3 separate regions of the Zea mays genome follow, and all the other regions are linked to region 1. The links are chromatin contacts, called in public Hi-C maps. All regions are on one chromosome and are shown on one strand. The core of a region is the stretch at or near the end of the contact, and the rest is flanking DNA. Distances in the headings are between cores, read along the strand shown.

Region 1 (4,169 bases), core at 463-2,962:
CAAACAAACAGTATAGATTATTGGAGTGGATTATATAATGAGGTATCTAGATTATGATAATCCATAAGCAGGTCATTAGATGATTAATTTTAGATTATTGTTTGGCACTTTACCTTCTAATAGTTTATGTAAACAAACACCTATAATAGGACTATATGAACTGGATTATATAATCTATATAAAATATCTGGATTATATAATCCTGCAAAGAAACAAACATGCCCTTAAGTTATGACATGGCTCCATAATTAGCAAAAAAAGGACTTAATATCTAAGATCCCTTGCCTCACGCCCTCACCTTCAACAAGAATGCCCATGAGGAGCCCCTCAGTGCCTGTCGTAGGGTACCTCATCTTCCGGGCCTCCAGCTCTGCCATCGCAAAAGACCGCACAGCCCTTGATGACCATCTGGGGGAATCATCATGTCAGCCGCAAATAGACACTAATGCTCCCCGAACCTGAAGAACCTACGGAATAGTCACCTAACCTGATCTTCTTCTCCCCAGAAACTACCTCTGGATGCCTGAAGACACAATAATTCAGGGATGCATATCATCAAATTGCGCAGTAAAATAATAGAAACAAAGCAGTAGCATATCAATGTGCTAACTTCCATGAGATGTAAGACTAATTAACTTCAGTGAGAGGTTGAATCATCATCATTTCTGCTTACGTGGTGGGGAGCTGGGCGACGGCGGCACCGACGCGGCGGCCCCGGAGGCGGTAGGCGAGCCGTGGGCCACGTGTGCCAGCGGCCCGAAGGGAGACGGGTAGGACAGAGGTTGTCCCGAGGGAGACGGAGGAAGGGGCGAGGTGGTGAGTGGAGGAGGAAAGGAACGAGAGGAAGGTGGCGGCAACCTGGTGGGCTGCGGTCGCCATGGCCGGAAATTGTTTCCGGGGGGTTTCTACCTTTCTGGCTTGGATAGAGGAAAGAGATAGAGCGGGCTGGCTGAGTAGTGTGACAGAATGGCCAGGGGACGGAAGGTGTTTTCTAAAGTTTGCCGTAGTCTTCTCGTTTCGGAAAAATCTTTACTGCAAAAAAATTAATCCTATAGTATCACGTAGGATTAATTTATGATTGGAGAGGAATGTACGGCAAAGAAGAAGGTTGGCACAACAAAGTTTAGAACTGTGAGTCATTGTATCATTATATTTGTAACTAGGGGCATACAAATCACATTATTCTTATACGATTGTGCTTTACTAGAAGGCAATTTATCATTGCACATGTTCTCGGTTAGTCGTTTTAAAACTACATTAGAAGTTCTTAAAAAGAGTCTAAGATGTCCTTAACATCATCGGCGGAGCTTTTAGTAAAACACTATCTTTTATATTTTAATAAAACACTATCTTTTATATTAGCTAAAAACATATAAAAAACTAAATGCGATGGTAACTGTTGGTTAACGATAAAAATGTATAATAAAATACTGATAATAAAATGGATATTACTCTCATAACTGATGCGTCCATATTGACCCGGTGGAACTTAGATATCATATCCCGGGCCTAGGTCGTCGGGTCACGCGCGGGAGAGTCGTCCCCTGTCGCCAGGCGAAGAGGAGAAACACTCGAAAGTACCAAACCAACTGACAGTCGGCCCATAAATCATATCGCTATGCGGGCCAGTCTTGCAGTTACACGAGTGCGGCACTTCCGCCCCGCGGTCCACAGAGGCACAGCCGAAGTGTCGCAGCAGTGCAGAGGCGATAGATAAAGCTCGAGGAAGACGACCGGCACACACGGGCACTGTGAATCTGAGGAGGGAAAATCACCCAAAATCGAGAGCATAATTTTTTCCCCGGAGATGCCGAAGATCACCTCGTCGCCGTCTCCCACCATCTCCGCCATGAATCCCCTCCTCCCGTCCTCCTTTCCCAAATCACCCCACCCGCCGGACCCAAACCCTAGCTCCCCGAATCCTAGCCCCTGCAGCTACCTCCTCCACGCCGACGCCGACGACGAGGCGCTGATTCAAATCCCTGGTCAGAACCCTAGCCTGGTGGGTGCCTCCGCCTCCTTCGCGCTGCTGCCGTCTATCGACCCGGCTCCACACGTCTCGTCGCAGTTCTACACCTTCAGCGCCGCCTCCTACGGGCTCATGCTACGCTGCATCCGCGCGGGCCGCTCCGCCTCCTCCGACGAGGTCCGCGGCGCCACGTCGCTCTCCGTGCTCGCCTCCTGGCGGGCGGTCTGGAAAGATCGAAACGAGGACACGGCCTACCTCACCGCGTGGAAGCGCATCCAGGACAAGCTCGCCGCGTCGGCCGACGGCCTGCACCTTCACTTCAAGTCCAACGCCGCGCAGCGCGTCTCCCACGTCGGCATGTGGAGGGACATAGTCTCGGAGGCGCATGCCGACCCTGAACTGCTACGGCACCTCGCGTTCAGGGACACCGTCGACCGCATCAAACAGTCGTGGACTGTGGGGGCCAAATTCTACGGTATTCCAGAATCATTTGTCCGCGCATGTGTTGCTGCATGCCCTGTTTGTAAAGCTGCGCCTGCTGGCCAGCCGTATTTCACTATCTCATCACCTGGACATGGGAAGCGGCGGCGCAGGTTTGAATATACTGAGACATTGGATGTGCCGGCTAGAGATGTAGCTCGTAGGTTACAGCAATTGGCTGCTAAGCACAAGGTTGTTCTTTGTATAAGGCAGAAGTATATTAGGTATAGGCCCTTCATGGCTGAGGTGAAAGATTATGCATGCCACCGTGCTGGAGAGCCCACTTCAAGTAGTGGGAGTGCTGCATCCTCAGCCGGTAATTTAGAGGGTAAGAAGGCGCGGGTAAAGCGAGAGCCATACCAGTCGAAGAGGTGTGGTTGTGGGTTCCGTATTCGGGCAATTGTGCCGATAGCTAATTACAATGAAAAAGACAAGAGTTTTGTGTACTTGGAGGAGGGCACTGCAGTGTTCAAGCTTTACGCTGTGCATTCAGGGCATGAGCCAGGGCCACTTGATGGCAATGCACGAATTGTTCACAGGTTGGTTGGTCATAAGGGAGGTCTTGAGTTTGATCCAGACATTTATGGTGTCAGTGGGGAAGGTGATCCTACCTTTTCAGCAAAGGGGTATGAATATGCTGATATTGATGATTCGCACCAGGCAGTCTTGCAGCAAGTACGGGATCTGAGATCAGAAGTTCTCTTGCTAGAAGGGAAGGTGGCTAAGATGCACCCAGAATTGTTAGGGTCACTGTCCACCGAGTTGTCTGAGGTTTTGCACAGGATTAGGAAGTTTAATTTGGAGGGTAATGTCTACCAACATGAGACATTGATGGTAGGCAATGAAGAAGTCAGGGGATGGGGGTCAGCGGATGTATCTCACCAGTTAGACCAGCATGATCGAGCATTCTGCAAGGATGATGAGATGCTTGATGATGATACTGACTTTGGCTCAAGCCTTGGACCTATTGTCTCGTGGGATAGGATGGAAGCAGAGTGCGAGGATAGAAAGATGCTCATGGGTGATAGCCCAAAGTGCGACAAGTGGATGCTTAAGGATGATGTGGGTGAATTTGATGCGAAGAGTATTCTTAACTGTGGGGATGATGATGGCGTGGGAGATTCCAAGGTCATCAAACCATTGATGCATGATGACACCATGGTAACTGGCCCAAGTTTGGTAGGTATTCATGTAGAAGGATTTTATGCCGGAACAAAATGGTATGATTCACAAGGTTTGGATTCCAGTGTTGATGGAGGGGATAGCAGTTTTAGGCATGGCGGAATCGTGTGAATTGTGATAACCTGATACCTGGAAGGTCCTGTAAATTATGTATACTAGATGTATTTAGCTCACACCAGTTTAATTAAGTGTCTGTAGGTGGAGCTTCAGTCAAAGTAACATGTCTGCCCTGATATATACAGGCTGCATTATCAAAGCAACTTTTGTTTTAACTTGCATATAGTCCCTGTATTGGTTATCTGCTTGCTTCAATACATTAAAGCTATGTTTCTGTTGGGGTGTGCCTTAGTATTTTGTTGAGTTACTCTGTGGGCATCATAGTTTTGCTAGGCGCTAGGCGGAATCTAGGCGATGACCCTTAGCCTAGGGACTAGTCCAGCCTAGGCTTGCCTAGGCGATGCTAGGCGTTTTGCCAACTTATATAATATATACATTTATAGATAAAAAAATAGGCAACAATCATCTGAGTTCAAGCCAA
Region 2 (4,442 bases), core at 1,456-3,955, 280 kb after region 1:
TCCATAAGATAATAATTTTTAACTCTGAGAATATCATGCCAAATAGGAGAATCAGAAGCATTGCTAGATACATCATGAATGCTTTTCTTCTGCATATACTTCTTTTTTATAATGTCTTGCGAGATCCCCTTCACATTTTCAATCTTCCACCACCATTTGCAAAGCAAGATCATAGTTAGATTTCTGTGATTTTTAATCCCAAGACCTCCATTGGTTTTCTCAGTACAAGCTCTAGACCATTTTACCAAATAATACTTTTTTTATCTCCCCCATGTCAAAGGAAACGTCTCCTTTTCATATCGAGCTTTTTAATTACAGTTTTTGGCAGCAGGTACATGGACATGTGGTATATATGAGTATTAGATAGGCAAGCATTAATAAGTGTAATTCTCCCAGCTATAGAAAGAACACTGCCTTTCCAACTTTGAAGTCCTTTATCAACCTTTTCCACCAGCTTAACCCAGTCATACACACGAAGCCTGCTGAACTTACAGGCACTCCAAGATAGTTCATGGGGAGATCACTGATCTTACTGTCGAAAAGGTTAGCATGCTGTTCATCAATCATACTATTTCCATTTATTTGCATATTGTTCATCAATCATACTATTTCCATTTATAACAAAAATTTCACTATTCATGAAGTTGATTTTTTCAAACCATACATGATTTCATACATACAGAGCAGAATCTTAAGATATCTGGCCTTCTCCAAGTCTTCTTTTAATGCAAATAATAGTATCATCAGCATAATAACACCGTGAGGAACAATGCGATCTCCAAGACCATTCAACAAACCATTTTCCTGAGCTCTATTCAACATTCTTGCCAAGCAATCAGCTACAAAGTTAAAAAAGAATAGGGTACAGAGGATCCCCTGTCTCACCTCCTTGAAACTTTTGACGTAATAATCAGGAAAGAATGGATTGTAATGCCCCGAACGGACAGCCGGACAGGCGACAACCATCGCACGCCATGTTGCCATGGGACATGCTCTATTGGTGACACTGTTACCTGCCTAACCTAATCTTGTGCAGGTTAATTTGTTGCGAGAGGCGTCGCTTACTCAGTTCACAGCAGTTTTAATCGGGAATATGAATATGCCGGCAAAATAGCCAAACTGTTTGGGGGTGATCTCGGCCTGTAGGTGTAGTTTCTTCCTCCGCTAGCGATGGACCCAATTATGAAGTAGTTAGTGTATGTTTCGGCCTTTAATGTCGATGGTTCATGGGCTCAAAGCTGGACTTGGTTGTTGGGCCGAGCTAGTTTCTGTAGATGCGGAAATCCAAGCTGTACACATGATGCTGGAAAGAGTGTCACATAGGATCAGTAATCACAGACTCACAGGAAGGAAAGGGAGCGTTGTTGTATTATTTGCACTGACTGACAGTCGGTTGACGTGACAAAGCTACACTCTAACGTGGCAGTTTCCCTATCATTCAGTTGACCTGATTATCTTTATCAGGCCGTCCCAAAAGATACTGTATTGACGTAATCATGTCTCAGCAAGTCAGCATGGCCTAAATGCAGTTCTCTTGCGGTCTGACCTGTTCATCTATACCTCTGGGAGTGTCCGGCTTCATCCCGTACGTGTATACAAACAACAAAAGCAGCAACGTCGCCGTGTCTCCGGACGAGCTGAGTGACGGACGCAAAGAGGTGGCGTTTTGGACCGGCGCGGGGACACGCGCGCAGGCAGTGGCGGATCCAGAATTGATTCAAGACGGGGGCTACTAAATTAAGACTATAATTTTTTTTAAACCAAACAAAAAATATAATTAATGTTTAGTATAACACAAGAAGCAAGATATAATTTAAACATTTCAGATCATTACAATCCCTAAGCGTCAATGTTCAGGACACTTTCTTTTTCACGAGCTCGTCTTCGTTCAGTCGTCGTCAGTGCTGGACGTTCAATGTGAAGCCGGGAGTCTCAGCATTCGTGGCCTGCGACGTCCCAACAACCCCATAAATAAATTCACGAGCTCACCGAGATGGAAGACTTGAAATTACCAAAGATCATGGAAACGCTGGCACAACCTCTGACACCGGCAGTAGCTGACGGTGGCAATCGAAACCAGCCCAAGAACTATGAGCAGACAGGTGAGGAGCTCGAGCCTGTTGTTAATTCTCTTGCATTAGCCCGTAGCCCGTAGGAGGAGGAGCGGCAGACGCAGCCTTTCTTGGGTCGCTGTTCCTTTCCCTTCTTCTGCAAAAGAACCAACTAACCAAAACTGAACTAGACCGATGCGTGTATATATGTGTACTGCACCTTTCTCTGGTCGCTTGTATGGGCCGCGACCGGGGCTGCAGCCTAGGCAGCCCCGGTCGTAGATCCGCCCCTGCGCACAGGCGACTCCACTACCTACAGTCACCGCCGCTGACAAATCGCACTGGTACTCTGCGTCTCTGCGCCCCTGCGTGCGTGTGTGCATGCATGCATGAGAACTGCGCGCAGCAGCCCGGCGGTCAGGCGGTGGGCTTTGCTAGCCGTTTGGCGTTGCATGCGGATGCGGCATGCCATGCCCGGTCGAAGACCAGGCGGCGACGGACGCCGTGACCGTGATGCATGCGCTGTTTGCTCGCGGGGGGCCGGGGTTGTCCGCCTGGCGGCTGGCGTCTGCCACAGGCCACAGCCGATCGGTGGTGGTGGTCCTCGTGGCCGGACCAGCAACCTGAGCAAGGTCTCTGTTGTCTTTGTGGCGCGCATGGACCGGTCTGGAGCGTTGAATTCCTTTACCATCCCATGGGACACCCACCCATCCTTTGGATCTGTACCCAGCGATGGCGACGGATCGAACGCACTGCGGACTGGACGAACCAAGAATGCACTGTGTAAGAGCATGGTAACTCGGAGCTTTGTCACCCACCAACTAGGCAACTACATCGATCCCAGCTTTCGTCGGTCGACGTTGCGTTGAGATAGCAAAGTGAAATGGCAGCGAGCTGATGGATGCCCGCCCTGTGCTGCCCTACACGGCTACACACACTGGCTCCAGTAGCTGGGTCGGTTAACGCTGGTCAACCTTTTCTTTTGTGTGAAACGGTGGGGTTTTCAGTGTTTTTAGCGCTAAAATCAGTCATGGTCTGACGGACCTATACATGTCAAACGTGCCGCCCAACACGACCGGGCACGGGCACAATTTGGACACGGCCGGAACAAGGCCATCCAGGCACGGCACGGTGGTCATCTCGGCCCAGGCCAGCATGGCCAACTTGGGTGCAGCCTAGACACGGCACGGTAGTGTACTAACCATGGCACTGTGGTATAGTGTGAGGCCAGACTCGAATACAGAAACATGAGAATACTCAAATTTAGACAGATTCAGACACTACTATACATATTCAGATACAAGTATATAGGTCCAACAGACAATTCATCAAGTAGAAGAATATAAAGATTATATTGGAGCTGTTATGTGCAATGTTGTATTATTAAAAACCTTCATAGGTAAAAACTCATACCTCGTGAGAAAACCCTAAGAAAGAAAAAAGAGTGCAGCCAACTCTTAAATTCTAATGTTCATAAATTCATTAGTCCATTACAACAAGTACATATTGCCATTCCAGATTATGTTGCATGTGGGAGTCCGCTAACTCCCCGTCTTTGATGCAGGATAAGACCTCCACCATGTCACTTGTAAGTCGTCGTCGTCGCTCCTCGATCACCCTGCCAGCCAAACTAAAACTAGATTCCGAGGATATGGTAGATGCAGGCACAATCATCACATCTTTAGTAAGGATAGACAGAATAGGGTAAGTTAGCTTATGGTCTTGCCGCTAGGAGAGAATGTTGAAACTATCATCAAACGGATTGACAGTATCATTGTCAAGGTATGAAGACAGCTCAAACTGAGATGTATCTGCCCAAGCAGTAGTAGATGAAGATGGAACACTACTACCTGCAATGTCATCACCATATATGTCATTCTAGGCCATTTTGTTCTTACCTTCATTACTAGTAGCTGATGGTTGATGTGTACGTAAGCATACATCACCAAAATTTGTCTCATACACCTGAAAGAGTTTAGCTAACTTTTTCCTCACATCTTGAGGAAACCTAGAGTAATCTGTACTAGTTAGAGTAGATAAACGTTCAAGAGTTTTATGAAAACCTCTCATTTTAGCTCTAGTATCAAGAATGAAAGCAAACACATAGAGAATGAGTATCTCTCTCTCCAATATTTAAGAAATTTATCTTTCATAGGAACAATAGCATCCCTTAATAATGCATCATTTTCAAATGCACTCAGATGTCTACCAATTATAAGTATTTGGCATTAATGGAGCAGTTGGATAATAAACACATGAAAGTGTGACAGTAGAGTCATAGAACAACTGAAGAAAGGATAGCAATTTCTCCGTAACATACTAGTGATTATTAGTAAATAAAGAAGTACCATCAATAGCCAATGGACAATTAGTTTAAATATAAACAACAAA
Region 3 (4,149 bases), core at 1,473-3,972, 470 kb after region 1:
GATCTGATAGGTCATTCTTCACATAAAACCATTCCGTCATCCAGGCTCCGGGCCACCTCTTCCGAAAGGTCGGCACAGGGCAGCTTGACCCGGAGCGCGCGCCGAAGCTGTAGCACCCAAAGTTGTTGTGATATTGCTCCTTTCCCCAGGGCTTCGTCTCGTATAATAACTCATGAATGTTACAGAAGCTTTTAGCGTTTGGTTCCAAACCTTGGCTCCTTGCAGCCCAGACAAATATCCCCATTCTTATAATGGCTTCAGGAGTAATTTGATGCAAGAAGATTTGAAATGTTTTCAGTACCTCAATAACGAAGTTGCTTAAGGGAAATCGAAGCCCAGCTTTGAGAAAGCTTCGGAAGATTACGACCTCATCTTCTTCGGGGGTGGGGGTAGTCTTTTCTCCAGCGTCAGCCCTCACAATAGTTATATCTCGAAAGTATCGCCCCCTCATATTATCAATATGGCTCTGTTTGATGGCGGTTTTCCCAAAAACCGCGTGACTTGGTCGCCACGGTCGATCTTCGGCCTCTTCCCCGCCACTTTCTACATCAAAACTGTCGCTGTCATCAGTGTCTTCGGACAGACCTTCAAGAATTTCCTTGGTGATCTTCTCTGTATTGGTCTCCGCCATCGCCATAATGAACCCCAAGTTCTTTTCTTCCTCAAGACTCAGCTTCGTCTCAGCAGCGATCTTTTTACCTTCAGGCATCTTCGGAAGCGCTCAAAAACTGTTTCTAAGTCCGAAGCTTAAAAATCAAAAAGATCAGCAAATCTTAGTGCACAAGAGCTAAAAATTTTAGTGGGCCGAAGCAGAAGGCAAGTGTGCGTACCAAATCAGTTCGCGATGTGATCTTATTTATACGCCTAGGGCGTTGAAAATTGAAAGGCCCCGCTTGTCAGTAGATGTTGCTATTCTAGCAAAGGGAAGGTGTTTTTTCGGACCTTCGGCTCAAGGCCTTCGTCCATATCGCAATCTGAATTTATTATTTACAAATTAATATTGCGAGGGGCTACTGTTGGGGGCCTTCGTCCTCCGAAGGTCCTCAAAAACATGATTTGACAATGTTTTCCGAGTGGATTATGTGAACAGGTATTTTCGGATCCAGAATTATGAATATGGAGCACGGCCAGGACGAAGCCTGAACCAGACGAAGGTCGAGTGTAGCCGAAGCTGTGCGCAGGGAAGCTTCGGCGCGATGGCAGAAGGGGGAACCGACTTAAAGATGAAAAGACTTCGGGGGCCTCGACAGATTTCCATAAGCCGTTAACAAATGTAATGGACATGGATGTAATTTTACGTGGGCTGCGTCCCGCGTCTATAAATAGATGAACAGTACTCCCGTACTGTTCACGCTGACTTGGCATTGGCTTTTGCATCACGCTTGTACTTTTTACCTTCTCTCAGGACCAAAGGTACATTTGTAATTTAAAATCATTTCTATTTCTCCATGTTAATAAAATAGAGATGATTTTATGTTGATGTTTGTATTTCATGCTTTATATGAATCCTTCGGCATTACTTATTATATTCCCGAAGGTATGTCTATGATAACCTTCGTCCTAAATCATTATTTCCCGAAGGGACATAATGTTTCGAAGGACGAAGGACCTTAATGTGTAACACTTTTTATGTTGCCTTGTTCTTAATTCGAAGCATTTGAGAACAAGTCACCAACACATAATGACAAATTTGTTGTTGCCGCATAGAACAGTTCGAGTTTTCCATTTAACTGTCTAACTGAGCACTGAGGAGTGTACTAAACTAATAACTAAAGCAAGAGCAACTACAAGACGGCGGCGTGGCGCTGAACGCCTGAACCTGTGAACCGCTGCGCGCAGAAAGGAGAAGCCGAGATGCGAGCACTCGAGCAGGGTCGGCCAGCCAGGTCCCAGGCGCCGCTGCCGCAACCTGGCCACCTGCTGCTGCTGCCGCAAGCTGGGGCTGGCTGGGGGCTCTGTAATGCTGCTGCCGCCGGCCACCGCAGACCCGCAGTGGCTGGCTGGTGGATTCTACGGTGCTGCCTGCTGATGGACGTATGGACGAACGAGGTAAATGGCTAGCTAGTGTCGTGGACTCGTGGTGGACTGGTGGGCCGTGGGCGGTGGACAAGGGGCAAGGCCTGTAGGCTGTAACTAGCGTGGGCCAATCTGCCAATGTTTAATGGGCTTTGCATCCGGGAAAATATGGAAAATTCCCGGTATAATACGGGATACCGTAAATACGGGCGGGAAACACTCTCAACCGTTTTCGGACCCGTTCCCGGACATACCTATCCCGGTTCCCGTACCGTTTTCTTATTTTCCCGAAAAAACGAAAACGAACGGTTCAAAACGGGAATACGGTATGGGATGGGACGGTATTTTTCCTGATCGTTTTCATCCCTAATTTCATCCTCAATTCCTCATACACTATAATATAAGCAATCATCAAATGTAAGACATTTAAATCCATCAACCTATGTATTTTTTGCCTTTGCCAAATTTACTTCCCATTTCTTCACTCATTCTCTCTTGATTGAACTTCAATCGTACCAATCAACTATCAATCGTACCAATCAACTATCAATCGCTTCTCATTCATCGAAGCAAACCATTAACATAGTTTATATATAACTTTCGTGTTGGCTTGGAAGTAAAAGGAGCCAAACCTAAGGAGGAAAAACTTTTCATAAATAACTAAATGCGTTATTTAAATAACATCCTTGAGATTTCTCATCCTAGAAAAAGACAGAGACACTGGGGGTTTGAATTTCTAATGTAGTTCTTCTTGGAAAAACAAACCCTAAAAATAATGTTGATAAAGACTAGATGGGCCGTCAAAAGCCTTGTTGCAGTTGGGCCGACACATCCACTTCTCATATAAATAACCTCGAACCCATACTCCGGCGAAAACCTATAGCTTGCAGCGCCACCTACACCGAGCAGCCAAGCGAGGAAGCGAAGACCCATTTCCCCGAGCGCAAGAGTACCATGGCGGCGGCGGCAGTTTATGGCGGCCTCAAGGGGAAGCTTGGCGTCGAGGATGCCCCCGAGCTGCAGCTGAATCGCATCCGCATCACCCTCTCATCCAAGAACGTCAAGAACCTGGAGAAAGGTATAACCAAACCTCATGATTTCAGACCCATATCTTCTAATGTGATCTAGTAGTTTAGCTAATCTAGCTAGTACGGAGTATATCGTAATGGCGTAGACAAGCTTCCGTTGATAGCTGATTCGTATATTGTTTAGAATTATGTTTTGGATCTGCCTGTCGAATTCGTCGCATTCCGTGTTTGTCTCGAGAACATGTACAAATCTGTCTCAGACAGTTAGTCGCTGGTCGGAATTGCTGGCGCGTCAACCCATTTTCTTTTGTATTGGTTTGCCGAACAATGCTCCTATGCGCGATTTGATCTACTGTTTGCCTGTGCACAAGCAGTGCAGCCTAAGTGCTTTGTTTGTCCTGTTGGATTGTACTATAGAAGAAAGGATCAAAGGAATTGACAACTGATATTTAGGGGGTGTTTGGTTTCTAGGGACTAATTTTTAGTCCCTACATTTTATTCCACTTTAGTTCTAAAATTGCTAAATATAGAAACTAAAATTTTATTTTAGTTTCTATATTTATCAATTTATAGACTAAAATGAAATAAAATGAATGGACTAAACATTAGTCCCTAGAAACCAAACACCCCTTTAGTGGGTGTTTGGTTAGAAGGGACTAATGTTTAGTCCATCATTTTATTCCATTTTAGTGTATAAATTGCAAAATATAGAAACTAAAATAAAGTTTTTGTTTCTATATTTAGTAATTTTGTAACTTAAATGGAATAAAAATGTAGGGACTAAATATTAGTCACTAGAAACCAAACACCTCCTTATATTTGCACTCGTCTCCTTTGTATATGCTTTTTTGTACTTCCTCCGTTCCAAAATAGTATCCGTTTTAGCTTTTTTTTTGTTGATATTTAACTAGATGATGCTAAATGTAGACACGTATATAGAACACATACTATGGTTATTAAAGTGGTAAAACGTTAAAACGTTATGAGCCGACTTTTTAACATTTAAACGTTTAAACGAATGTTGAAACGTCTTTTCAGACTTAACATAGAAATTCAAATATAGAATAAGTTCATACATAAGTTGAGTTATTTGATAAATTGAAAT

What was found. Hi-C and Micro-C count contacts between places; a contact is called where the count stands out from the background.
Region 2: a contact with region 1 is called in a Hi-C map of tassel, with 2.2 times the contacts expected there. The contact joins the enhancer-like site here to the promoter of LOC100275622 in region 1. A contact is called at or near these places in 2 of 25 Hi-C or Micro-C datasets (ear and tassel).
Region 3: a Hi-C map of tassel shows a contact between it and region 1, with 2.3 times the contacts expected there. The contact joins the promoter of LOC103633583 here to the promoter of LOC100275622 in region 1. A contact is called at or near these places in 2 of 25 Hi-C or Micro-C datasets (ear and tassel).

The regions. Positions count from the first base shown.
Region 1 is chr1:33,804,382-33,808,550 of Zm-B73-REFERENCE-NAM-5.0, forward strand. It overlaps LOC100275622, which reads left to right and starts at 1,713. Exons shown (of 1, transcript NM_001149670.3): 1 at 1,713-3,966. The coding sequence starts at 1,808. The coding sequence ends at 3,742. It overlaps LOC100281862 (ATP-dependent Clp protease ATP-binding subunit clpA), which reads right to left and starts at 963. Exons shown (of 6, transcript NM_001154782.2): 1 at 674-963; 2 at 488-523; 3 at 299-408. The coding sequence starts at 879.
Region 2 is chr1:34,081,731-34,086,172 of Zm-B73-REFERENCE-NAM-5.0, forward strand. No RefSeq gene overlaps it. Among protein-coding and RNA genes, the nearest start is that of LOC103633575, 50 kb to the right of the region's middle. Within about 2 kb of position 2,706, at least 18 of the 20 cell types and tissues checked have an H3K27ac peak or open chromatin away from gene starts, as enhancers often do. A contact at or near this core is called in ear and tassel, where this site is marked.
Region 3 is chr1:34,271,941-34,276,089 of Zm-B73-REFERENCE-NAM-5.0, forward strand. LOC103633583 (40S ribosomal protein S20-2) reads left to right here and starts at 2,723. Exons shown (of 3, transcript XM_008655281.4): 1 at 2,723-3,094. The coding sequence starts at 2,809.